2 separate regions of the Sus scrofa genome follow, and region 1 is linked to region 2. The links are chromatin contacts, called in public promoter capture Hi-C maps. All regions are on one chromosome and are shown on one strand. The core of a region is the stretch at or near the end of the contact, and the rest is flanking DNA. Distances in the headings are between cores, read along the strand shown.

What was found. Promoter capture Hi-C pulls out the DNA fragments that hold promoters and counts their contacts.
Region 1: a promoter capture Hi-C map of liver shows a contact between it and region 2, with 4 times the contacts expected there. A contact is called at or near these places in 3 of 5 promoter capture datasets (fetal liver, fetal skeletal muscle and liver), 17 of 47 Hi-C or Micro-C datasets (alveolar macrophages, blood, brain and 11 more) and 2 of 2 datasets of targeted methods (alveolar macrophages and skeletal muscle).

The regions. Positions count from the first base shown.
Region 1 is chr4:107,819,317-107,825,179 of Sscrofa11.1, forward strand. It overlaps CAPZA1 (F-actin capping protein subunit alpha 1), which reads right to left and starts at 2,490. Exons shown (of 10, transcript NM_001097454.1): 1 at 2,452-2,490. The coding sequence starts at 2,490. ST7L (suppressor of tumorigenicity 7 protein-like) reads left to right here and starts at 3,162. Exons shown (of 17, transcript XM_013988151.2): 1 at 3,162-3,396; 2 at 5,092-5,174. The coding sequence starts at 3,189.
Region 2 is chr4:107,727,521-107,733,187 of Sscrofa11.1, forward strand. RHOC (rho-related GTP-binding protein RhoC) reads left to right here and starts at 4,193. Exons shown (of 5, transcript XM_003125846.4): 1 at 4,193-4,334. PPM1J (protein phosphatase 1J) reads left to right here. Exons shown (of 10, transcript XM_021090759.1): 6 at 16-134; 7 at 338-401; 8 at 558-665; 9 at 782-933; 10 at 1,078-1,399. The coding sequence ends at 1,225.

The DNA.
Region 1 (5,863 bases), core at 1,240-3,739, 90 kb after region 2:
AAAATAATTTTTCAATTTTTGAATTCAGTTAAAAGGCATCAGGAGCCTGGAGGTAAAGAGGTCAAGGTAGGTTAGGTACAAAGCTGAAGAGGAATTAAAGTAACCTTACAAGTCAAAGCCCTTTCTTTTTACTTATAAAGAGCCACAACAGAGAAATACAGATCAGTTCATCTCTGGAAATAAAAACCTAACAAAATTTCAGTAATCTCAAATCCTATGAATTTATTATATGAGATTTTTAAAAAATCAGCTATTTTTAATTATCTACACTAACAAAGACAAGATAGCTAATCTAAAACTTGTGCACTGAATATGAAATTCATCAACATTTTCTGGCAGTAGATTTAACTTACTAATTACGATTTGCTTGCTCCATCATTACTAAAACTAAGCATTAAAAGAAGTATGCTGGGAGGTATCAGAAAATTGGTCACAGATCCGCTGTTATAAAATCAAAGCTATTAATGCTACTGATTTTAACACTGTCAATATCCAAAGATATCTTAATTTGCACTTTGAAACACATATTTTTTTCCCCAAGTTTAATTAAAAAGGCATTCTAGGAGTTCCCGTCGTGGCGCAGTGGTTAACGAATCCGACTAGGAACCATGAGGTTTCGGGTTCGGTCCCTGCCCTTGCTTAGTGGGTTATCGATCCGGCGTCGCCGTGGCTCTGGCATAGGCCGGTGGCTACAGGTCCGATTCGACCCCTAGCCTGGGAACCTCCATATGCCGCGGGAGCGGCCCAAGAAATAGCAAAAAAAAAAAAAAAAAAAAAAAAAAAAAAAAGGCATTCTAACACTGTTTCAAGAAGCAAAAACTCGACATTGGTAAACGTAGTATTGCTTGGGAACAGAATTGTTATCTAAATTCTTAGCGAAATTTTCCTGTAATAGCATTTTTGCTTAAGGTAAGTAGAGCATCGGCTGGGCTACCAAATGTTCTGTTAGCCCATGATTTTCTCTGTAATTTAATTTCATCTGACTCATAACTGCTTGCTTTAGAATAAACATTATAAATATTTTATTATAGTTTTCCCGGTAGCAATAAGTTCACATACAATATAAAATGCCCTTTTCCCCCAAATCTTATATATTTATGAGAATCAATTTCCAAGTAAGAGAAAAATCTAATGTTGAAGTGTTGTTCAATGGCTTCTGTTTAGCATATTCCTCAGCATTTCAAAATGACATGGTATATCTAAGTATGTCATACCAAATTGTTCTGTACTGACTACTCTTGGATGGTAAATAGTCCCCTTCTCATCCCAATCTCTCTTATTAAAAAAGGAAAGAGGCCAGATACATTTACAGAGCATTCAAGAGTGCACATTTTGTAAAAGCCACTGCGTGAAACAAGACATAATTCTTGTCCTGTTATGTAGTGAAATTACTGTAATTTCCAGAGGTTCTAAAATCTTTAACATAGTTACTAAAAGGCCTGACAAACTGTTAAGGTGTGCAGCTGTCAGGAAAAAAGTTATTCCACCTAAGGTAGAATATTCTCTTGTATTTAAGACACTTTTTAATAAGTAAGTGCACAAATTGCACACTCTCAAGTTCAACTATAATCAAAGACACCACAGTGGAGCATCAAAGAAGATGCTTTGTCCAGACTTGAATGTGTTAACATGAGTAGTATGTTCTACATAAAACCTTTGAGTTAAAGGGAAAAATCCGTTGGCTGTTCTTGATTTGTTAACAAAAAAATTTGAAAATTATTTTTCAGAAAATATCGTTAAGAGGATGTAAGAAGCAAGGGATGGAATCACGGGCGGGGGGGAAGCGTATACATACAATCCAGGGAGTGTCTACAGGGAAGTTCAAATTCTGAAGCAAATGTTCTGAGGCTCACACATTTATTACTGCCTATTAGTTCAGCCCATAGTATGTGGGAAGAGAGGTGTGTGTGGATAGTCAGCCAACATTTTAGGGACCTCTCCCAGTCGAGGAATCGTGACAGCAAAATCACTTCCTGAGGAAGGAGGAGTAAAGGGGAAGTTAAGAGGCCACCCCGACCAGGAAGTGACTCGCCCTAAACTAGCCCCAATCATACCTTAAAATGGGGGGATGGGGTGAGCCCCAACAGCTCAAGGCGGTAAAATAACTGCCTATGTCGCGACCATTGTCGCCCCCTCTCTATAATTACAAAAAAAAAAAAAAAAAAAGAGCCCATGGTCACGGTTCAATAACGGAGTCTCTTCTCTCGCAGGAAGGCCACTGGGCTGTGCCTCAGGCCCGGAGGAAAAGAGACTTGAGGAATGGGGAACTGGGGCCACCGTGAGGCAGAGGAAAGCCCCTCAAGAAGGAAGCGTCCCGACTGCGGAGAGCATATGCCAGCACAGGCCGAGAGGCTTCTTTCTCCTGGGGGCACAGCCAGGGTTCCCACGTCAGCCAGGTCGGGGCGCGGTTCCCTGTCGCGGGAGCAGGTGAGAGAAAGGCGGACCCCTTACCTTCTCCTCATCCGACACCCGATCCTCGAAGTCGGCCATCTTGGGCTGCTCTGGCTGAGCCGGGGCCTGGCGCGAGGCAGGCCGGGAAGGAAGCCGAGTGATGGAATCACAGCGAAAGCCGTCGGAAGGACCCGCCCGGAAACGCTGACCGCGAGGGCGCCATGTCAGTTACGGGCGGGGGGATGGCTTTGGCGCCGGGACTCCAGTAAGTCGGCTTGCCTAAAATAACTTTAAGTCTAGTATCTTTCGCACTGAGTTGCATTCATTTCCCCATTCATCTGTGGGACGCTAGGTGCGTGTTTCGACTGGTATTGGCGCCCACGCTCCAGCTGACCAAACGGCAGTTGCTGCTCCGGTAGATTTTCCCAGTACCAAAGCTATCCATGCAGCCGAGTCCAAAGGGCTGAGTACTGCTCGGACTCTGAAACGGTCGGTGGCTTTTCAACCCCAGGGATGGGGTGAATCGTGACTCACTCGTATGGAGGCAAAACACTTCACTTCGGGGTCACATCTCCGTCCAATAGCTGCCGCTATCCGGCCCTTCCCGCCCTCGGAAGGAATAGGTAGCCCTATTTTGGAACACTCCTCCACCTTCCAAATCTTCTCGGTCCTGGCTCCCTGGGGCTCTCAGCCTTCACGGAGGCCAACTTCAGGTCCTCCACTATCCCAGGATTCCCGACTCCCGGTTTCCTGCCCTTCTAACCCTCCCAACTCGCGGCGCCTGCGAGAGCGGCAAGATGGCGGACGGTGACGGCGTAGGTGAAGCAGCAACTGCTGCGGCATCTCCTCCAGCACCTGCTCCCGGCCTGAGCCCTTCGCTGGGCTGGAGGGAGCGGCTACGCGCCGGCCTGGCGGGCACTGGGGCCTCGCTGTGGTTCGTGGCGGGGCTGGGGCTGCTTTACGCTCTAAGGGTCCCGCTGAGGCTGTGTGAGAATTTGGCAGCGGGTGAGAGGCCCAGAGCTCCCCGAGGGCGGGAAGGGGGCCAGGAGAGGTGCGGGGGGCGAGGACCAAAGGGCAGAGATTCTCAATAGTTTTTGGAGGGCTTCGTAGAATGAGCCGGTGAGCGAGTGGGTTCTTTTTCTCTTGGGTCTCCGCTTCGCAGCTGATTGTCAAACCTGAGCTGCAGCTACCGGCTCCTCCCTAGAGCTCTTGAAGTTCCGCCCTCTCTCGTCAGTTGTTCACCCGAGCAAAAACGCACCTGAAAAACTGTAAGCTTCAGGTGGTAGGACAGATGAGAGCGTTTTCAGACTTGGATGCAGAATTTATAAACACCCATCACTGGTAGGATGCCTTGAAAAAAGTTCCTTTAATTCTCCTGCCGCTCAACTGAGAATCCATATACCCAGACAACAAAAATCTAAAAGAAAGAAAACACCACGATCCTAGCCAACCATTCTCATGTTTTAAAATAGTTTTGTCAAGAAATTGTTTTCGTGCTGTTTTTGTCCGTTCTGTTTTAGGCTTTATCTTGAGTAATAGAATAGAATAGTACAGGAAGTCAAAAGAAAAAGAGCCACAAACAGCAGTGGGTTCTTAGTTCTTTCGACATTTGTGGTGCCGACAGAAGACGTGTAAGAGGTGATGATCGCTTGGATTCTGCAAATATTATTCTTTAGCTGTAGCCAGGAAAAGTGGATGGGAGCCAGGGCCTTTTTTTATGTCATTACAAGTTGGCAACCTCAGATTAAGATGGAAGTATTTCTGTTTTGTGAGGATTGTGACTGACAGCACCGTAGTTTATTTTTCTGTAGCAAGAGAAGGCAAATGTCTCCTTTTCAATCGAAAGACTGTGAGATAATGTTCTGAAATATTTCGGATTTTTTAAGAAATAGTATGGAAATTCAGATACAACTAACACTAAAACATAATAAATTGGCCTTCTTAGAATGAAAAAGCTAATTTGATGTTTCTGTTACAGGTTAATGAAGTTTTGTGGTTTGTACACTCAGTGAAAAGTTCCTTATTGAGTATATCGGTTTTATTTTATTTTATTTTATCTTATTTTACATATTAACTAGATACACCATTTAGATGAGAGTCAATGACTTTATAGATTTCTATTTATTTCTAAAACCCAAAGTGTTTATGAGATAGTTATTTGAAGTGAAGAATCTGGTCCAGGTTTTCAGTGAATCAGGTCTGGGAGCTCCTTAGTTTGTTGCTATTCTCTTTAGGCTCTTTTGCTTCTCTAGCTGACATACCAAATACACTGTTTCCTTCCCTCTAATTTGAAACACTGGTTTGTATTTAACCAAGATAATTAGGGAGTAGTTTTAAACCTTTGTAACAGGATGTTGGTTTAGCTTATCCTCATGGAATTGCAAAGGTTCTTGTGTAAATTATGATTTGTATATTCTTGGTTTTATTCTCAAAAGCAAGGTAAATTATCTAATTTGCTTATTTAACAAATCAGCTTATTTAACAGTCAGTGTAAAATCCTATCCTTACATATGTGAAGGCAAGTTGAAGATATGATACAGTGAGAATTTAAAGTAGTTTTTAAAAAATTACAACTTTCTCAAATCTCATACTAGATATTAATAATACTCTTCTTCCTCCACGCAAAGACACCCACATATTTGTAACTTGAGTACGTCGTACTTTTTTAAACTTTAATTTTTTTTTTTTTCTTTTTGGCAGTGACAGTCTTTTTAAATTCATTGACACCCAAATTCTATGTGGCACTTACAGGGACATCTTCTTTGATATCAGGGCTAATATTTGTAAGTAGTTTTCATTTCCTTTGGTATTTATCTAAAAGTCAAATCTCTTCATATGTTTATTATAATAATTATAAATACTTATAAATCAGCATTCTCAAAGTGTGTAAAAACTTTCCTTTCTTTTTTTTTTTTTTTTTTTTTTTTGGTCTTTTTGCGTTTTCTAGGGCCACTCCCGCGGCATATCGAGGTTCCCAGGCTAGAGGTCTAATCAGAACTGTAGCCGATGGCCTATGCCACAGCCCCAGCAACGCAGATCTGAGCCATGTCTTCAGCCTACACCACAGCTCACGGCAACACCGGATCTTTAACCCACTGAGCAAGGCCAGGGATCAAACCCACAACCTCATGGTTCCTAGTTGGATTCGTTAACCACTGAGCTACCACGGGAACTCCAGTGTGAAAACATTTGAAAAACACTACAACTTCCTCTCCACTTTTGGAGATTGGCAGTATTAATTTGCATACAAAAGACTATTATATGTTGTGGAGGGTAGTGGGAGGTGGGTTATGAACTAAATACTTGTAGGCTCAGTTTGGTAGAAAAAATGGGCAGAGTATAAAAATTAAATTTTTTATTTAGTTTGAAGACTTATAATCTGGACAGTGCATGCTCCTTCTAGAAAAGTCTAAAGCTAATTGTTCCCATGCAAACTTGCACACCAGTATTACCAGATCTTCTAATTTTTCAA
Region 2 (5,667 bases), core at 2,943-5,442:
CGCTCCCAATCCTAGGGCTTCCTGAAACCAGAGCTGCTGGGTGGTGAATTCACCCACCTTGAGTTCCCCCGCAGAGTTCAGCCTAAGGAGCTGGGGCAGAGGATGCTGTACCGGGACCAGAACATGACTGGCTGGTAACACTTCCCTCAGATCTGGGACCCGTTTCTGTGGCAACACAACCAGTCCCTCGCCAGCAGCAAGGTGGAAGCTGGAGGCTGGGTCAAGCTGGGAGCTGGTGGGATGTGGTCCTTCTCAGGGGTTTGTGTGAGGGGCACGGCTCTTAGGGGAGAGGGGCTTTGATGCCTGGGTGATGCCTCCTCTACTCCCCCCTCCCCAGGGCCTACAAAAAGATCGAGCTGGAGGATCTCAGGTTTCCTCTGGTCTGTGGGGAGGGCAAAAAGGTAAACTCCATGGTAGAGGTGGGAGAGGGCCGGAGGACCCACCACAAGTTGTCTAGGGAGGTGGCGGTTCTACCCGAGGGTAGGGGTGGGAAGGGTCTGGGGTCCCAGAGAGTCCGGCCGAGGGCTATAGCTTTACCCCCTCCTCATTTCCTTTAGGCTCGAGTCATGGCCACCATTGGGGTGACCCGGGGCTTGGGAGACCACAACCTCAGGGTCTGCAGTTCCACCCTGCCCATCAAGCCCTTCCTCTCCTGCTTCCCTGAGGTGAGCGGCATGGGGGCCTCCTCAGTCGTACTTTTCCTCCTCTAGGGGTCCGGGGCTGGCTCTCACCCAGCGTCTCTTTACCCCCAAGCTCCCTCTGCACCCTCTCTCCCCACCAGGTGCGAGTGTATGACCTGACCCAGTACGAGCACTGCCCAGATGACGTGCTAGTCCTGGGGACAGACGGGCTGTGGGATGTCACCAGTGACTGTGAGGTAGCTGCCACTGTGGACAAGGTGCTGTCAGCCTATGAGCCCAATGACCCCAGCAGGTAGGGGCTGTATGGCGGCAAGGGGATGACGATGGGGAAGGAAGGGACAAAGGGGAGCAATGCTTGGGGACCCACATGAGGGCCGGTGTAACTATCTTCCCCTATACATGTTGGTACATGAATGTGCACATGTGCTCCTGGCAGGTACACAGCTCTGGCCCAAGCTCTGGTCCTGGGGGCCCGGGGCACCCCCCGGGACCGTGGTTGGCGTCTCCCCAACAACAAGCTGGGTTCCGGGGATGACATCTCGGTCTTCATCATCCCCCTGGGAGGGCCAGGCAGTTACTCCTGAGGGGCTCAGCCCCGAACCTCCCACCACCATCCCAGCTGCTCCATGCTTATGCCTCTCCCAACCCAAATTCTGAAGTTGTCTCTATGACCTTCTTTAGCGGCAATTTAACCGAAGAAGGGGTGCCAGTTAGATCCAAAATTATATCTCTTGGCAAATAAAGCAGATGGATAAAGGTGTGTGTTTTTATTTACTTTGAATGGAAACTGAAAGGTGGAGTTCCCGTTTGGTTTAGCAGTAACGAGCCGGACTAGTAACCATGAGAATGTGGGTTCGATCCCTGGCTTCGCTCAGTGAGCTAAGGATCTGGCGTTGCTGTGAGCTGTGGTGTAGATCACAGACATGGCTCAGATCCTGAGTTGCTGTGGCTGTGGTGTAGGCCGGCAGCTGCAGCTCTGATTAGACCCCTAGCCTGGGAACCTCCATATGCTGTGGGTGCAGCCCTAAAAGGCAAAACAACGGGGATGGGGGTGGGGGTGGAAAGAACTCCAAAACAGTCATAAAAATGTAACATTCCCAGGCTCGCTCTTCTGCCCTCTGCTCTTCCTGCTCCGCACATTCTCATCTGCTTCTATGGCTTCATTCATGTGCCGGCCTCTTCTAAGTCATTATTTCCAGCACAGACCTTTCCTGAGCTTTAGACCTACATATCCCAGTGGCCTCCTGAACATCTCCGAGACATTCCACAGGCACGTCAACTCAACGCTCCTCCAGCTGAATTGATCATTTCCCCCACAATCATATCCTCCTCTGGGTGCATCATCTCAGGGCTACCAGCTCAGCTACTCAAGTTAGAAACCCTGGAATTGGTCACATTTGGCTTCTGTTTCTTCCGCATCAGGAGAATCAATCACTAAGTATAGCTGATGATTTATTTTTAAATATATTTCCTTGGAGTTCCCGTCGTGGCTCAGTGGTTAACGAATCCGACTAGGAACCATGAGGTTGTGGGTTCAATCCCTGGCCTTGCTCAGTGGGTTAAGGATCCGGCATTGCCGTGAGCTGTGGTGTAGGTTGCAGCTCAGATCTGGCGTTGCTATGGCTCTAGTGTAGGCCAGCTGCAACAGCTCCGATTGGACCCCTAGCCTGGGAACCTCCATATGCCATGGGAGTGGCCCTAGAAAAGGCAAAAAGACAAAATATATATATATATATTTCCTATTTGTTCTTATAGTCACTGCCTTAGTCCTCTAGTAGATTAGCTGCCTAACTCTGTCTCCAGGTCACTTCCCTGCTTCCCCCAATACACAACATAAGTAGCAGCCAGGGAAATCCTTTCCACAGTGTGAATCCATCCCTCCAAGAATACTTCAGTGGCTCCTTACTGCACCTAGACCAAAACTGACATTCTCCTCCTGGGCACGGCATAGAAAGACCTTCATGATCTGTCCACGGCTTCCTTTGGTCCTGTCTCCCCCCTCCCTCCCACCCTCGTGAGGGTTCCATAACTCTCCAGGTCTGAAGTAGCTGCAGTTCGTTTGAAATCTACACATCGCCTTATCCTGAACACTTCACCTATCCTTCCACAGTCCACACACGCCCCCACTACAGTGCTTACCTCCTGTACTAAAACTGTCTCTATAAGGAGCTGGTACAGAATAACAGTTAAGAGCAGGAGCTTGAGAGTCCTGATGTTTGGGTCCTGGTGCCAAACCCATTACTAGGTCTGCCGTCTCTCTGAGCATGACGAAAGGAGTTCACGTATGCGGAGCCAGGTCCATGTAACAAGAGTTCAAAAGCCATGAGCTATCTTTAAGTTGTCTGCATTCTGAATTTAGATTGTACCTTCTTTGAAGGCAGAAATCGACCTCAACTGAGCACATAGCTCAATTTATTGAGTCAGCTAAGAGGCCTGGGGACCACACAGCTCTGGACCTCAGTTTCCTCATTTAGCAAATATATGAGTTGCTTTTCAGATCTTTAAGGTATGCTTGACTTCTAACATTCATTCATTCATTCATTGATTCATTCAGCAAAGATCTGTTGAAAACCTATTTACGTGCCACACACTGTGCCAGACAGGAGAGGCATAGATTGGAGGATCACAGTAGGCAACTGGGAGAGGGACCAGCTTGGAGCCAGACAGGGCTGACCAGGAAGTGCTTGCTCTGCCACATACAAATGGCAAATTTTGGGCAAGCCGCTTAACTTCCTTGAGCCTCAGTTTCCTTACAGGCAAAAGGGGATGGATATACTTATTCCGAAGATTTGTGATGAATGTTAAAAGCTATGTATTGTACGATCCCAAGCTAATAAAATGTGAGTAGACTTCCTCATCTTCCACCCACCTCCTCAGGCACCTTTCAGGGAAGGAAATACACCTGTTGGTAAACACCCGGTGCACAAGTCGAACCCGGCTAGGTGTCCCTAACAGCACAGAAATAATACAGTGGGGGCGAGAACTGAATTCAAAGCTGGGGATCCGGAAGGATTTCCAGGACTGCCTTTTGAGGGATGGGTAGGAGTTGGAAACTCCAGGCAGGGAGAAACGAAGGGAACTGGGAGGTGGAACCAGGTGCCTTGAATCTCAAAGGTTCTGAAAAGTCTCCAAGGCTAGAGGATGATAGTGGACTGTACTTACTCCGCAGTGATTCTAGGAACAGAGGGTGGGCATCTTCCGCGGCCCTCTCCTCGGGCGTCCCCAAAGACTCCTTTCTAGTCCCGCGAAGCCCCGGGTGGTGTAGACGCGGGTGGCCAGTTGGCCACAGGAGGGCAGCAGCGGCCCTTTCCTGACTCCACCCCGAGCGCCTCTCAACTTTCCCGATACCGGTTCTCCCCTAGGAGCTGGAAGGCGGGGCAGAGGCAGAGTCCTTCAGGGTCCCGTCGGCTGTGCCCCGCCGCCCACGCCTCCACAGCCTGGGCCTCTTTCCCGAGCCCCCGGCCGGCACCCGGGACCGCCCCCCCACCCCGGCCCCCGCGGCCTGCGCTCAGCGACCCGCGGGGGCGGGGGGCGGGCGGAGCCTAGGGCCGCCCGGCCCGCCCCTCCCCCTGCGGGCCCGCCCCTCCCGCGAGTCGCCCCTCCCGCCGCGGCGAAGAAGGAGGGCGGGGCGGTGCCCCTCGGGTCAGTCTGCCTCCGGCACCGGCCGCGCAGCTGGGAGCGGTGGAGCGGAAGGTACCTCGGGTTAGGGCTGGGGGCGGCGGGGTTGTCCTGGGAACTCGTCCCCGGCAGAGCACTTTCCCCCTTCTCCGCTTGGCCGGAGCTCGGGGCGCCGGCCGGGGAGGAGGGGCTTTGGCCCGAGTACGGGCCGCCTGCCCTCCCCTTGGACGCGGCGCCTGGGCGGCGCGGGGGTCGGCCGGGCTCGGCCCCTCCCTGCCCTCCTGGGCCGCCGTGAGGCGCCCCGGGAATTGCCCCGCAGGGCCTGTCGTCTCTTGGTGTCCAAGCCGGAGTCCCTTGCCTTCCCCTCCCGACTTCCCGGAACCTGCCCGGCCGGGCGAGGGGAAATGGGGCAACTTGGGTCTCTGCGAGGAAGCCCCAGGCCAGACGCTCTAGTTTCCAGGCCCGGCGGCCCGCTGTGGACCGGGGCTGGGGTGTGGGTCCCGGTCCGAGTCCGGATGGAGGAGGGAATTCCCCTCGCCGGGCTGGTGGAGTGGCGGGAATAGGGGCTGGGTGTGACCGTGGGGGCGGCCACTGTTCCGGGGGTCTGGCCGTCGCCCTAGATGGTTTCTGGAGTCGGCCTGGAGTGGGAGGTAGGGGAGATTGGGAAGGATCCAGCTCGTGCGTGTGTGTGTGAGTTCAAGAATCTCCTCCCTTCCAACCCCCCCACCCGCCTTCACACTTCCCAACCCGGCTAGAGAGTGTCCTGGGGGTTTGGGCTGGAGGCCCCAAGGCTGAGTCCTGCCATCACTTCTAGTTTTCACGTTCAGGAGGACGTATCTGATTTCTTCCCTGGACCTCAGGGGTGGCCAGCAGGGTACTGCAGCCCCTGGTTCATCTGGGAATCTACAGGATGGAGGAGAGGGCAGCTGTTTAGTCCCAAGGAAGGCCCCAGGAGTTCAGGTTCCATTCCAGTCCAGTGTGGGGTTTGGTTGCCTCTCTGAGGGTCAGTGGGGCAGTTCTTCAGGGGCCGCCTCTCACAGGGAGCTGTTGTCCTTGCCATCTTGGCCTTGGGCCTGGTGGCCTGGGCCAACTACTCTACTGAGCTTGAAGGGAAAGTCTTATGATTGAGCTGGGGGCTCCAGGTAATTTAATGCATGCTCTTGCCCCGGAGTTCTGGCCTCTGCCCCCCACCATCTGGTGCCACCTAAACTGTCCTGCTGGGGGTGGGCAGTGGCACATTCATGCCTAAGCAACTGGCAGTCACCCCAGTGGTGAATGCCCTCCAGCCCTCCATCAGCAGGGCCCTGCCCGGGTTGGGGCCACCCCAGCCTGTTTTCCCACCGCTGGACCAATGGAACTTGTGGGAGCAGGTAAGCGAGTTTTGGTCACCTGGGTAGAGTTTCCAGGG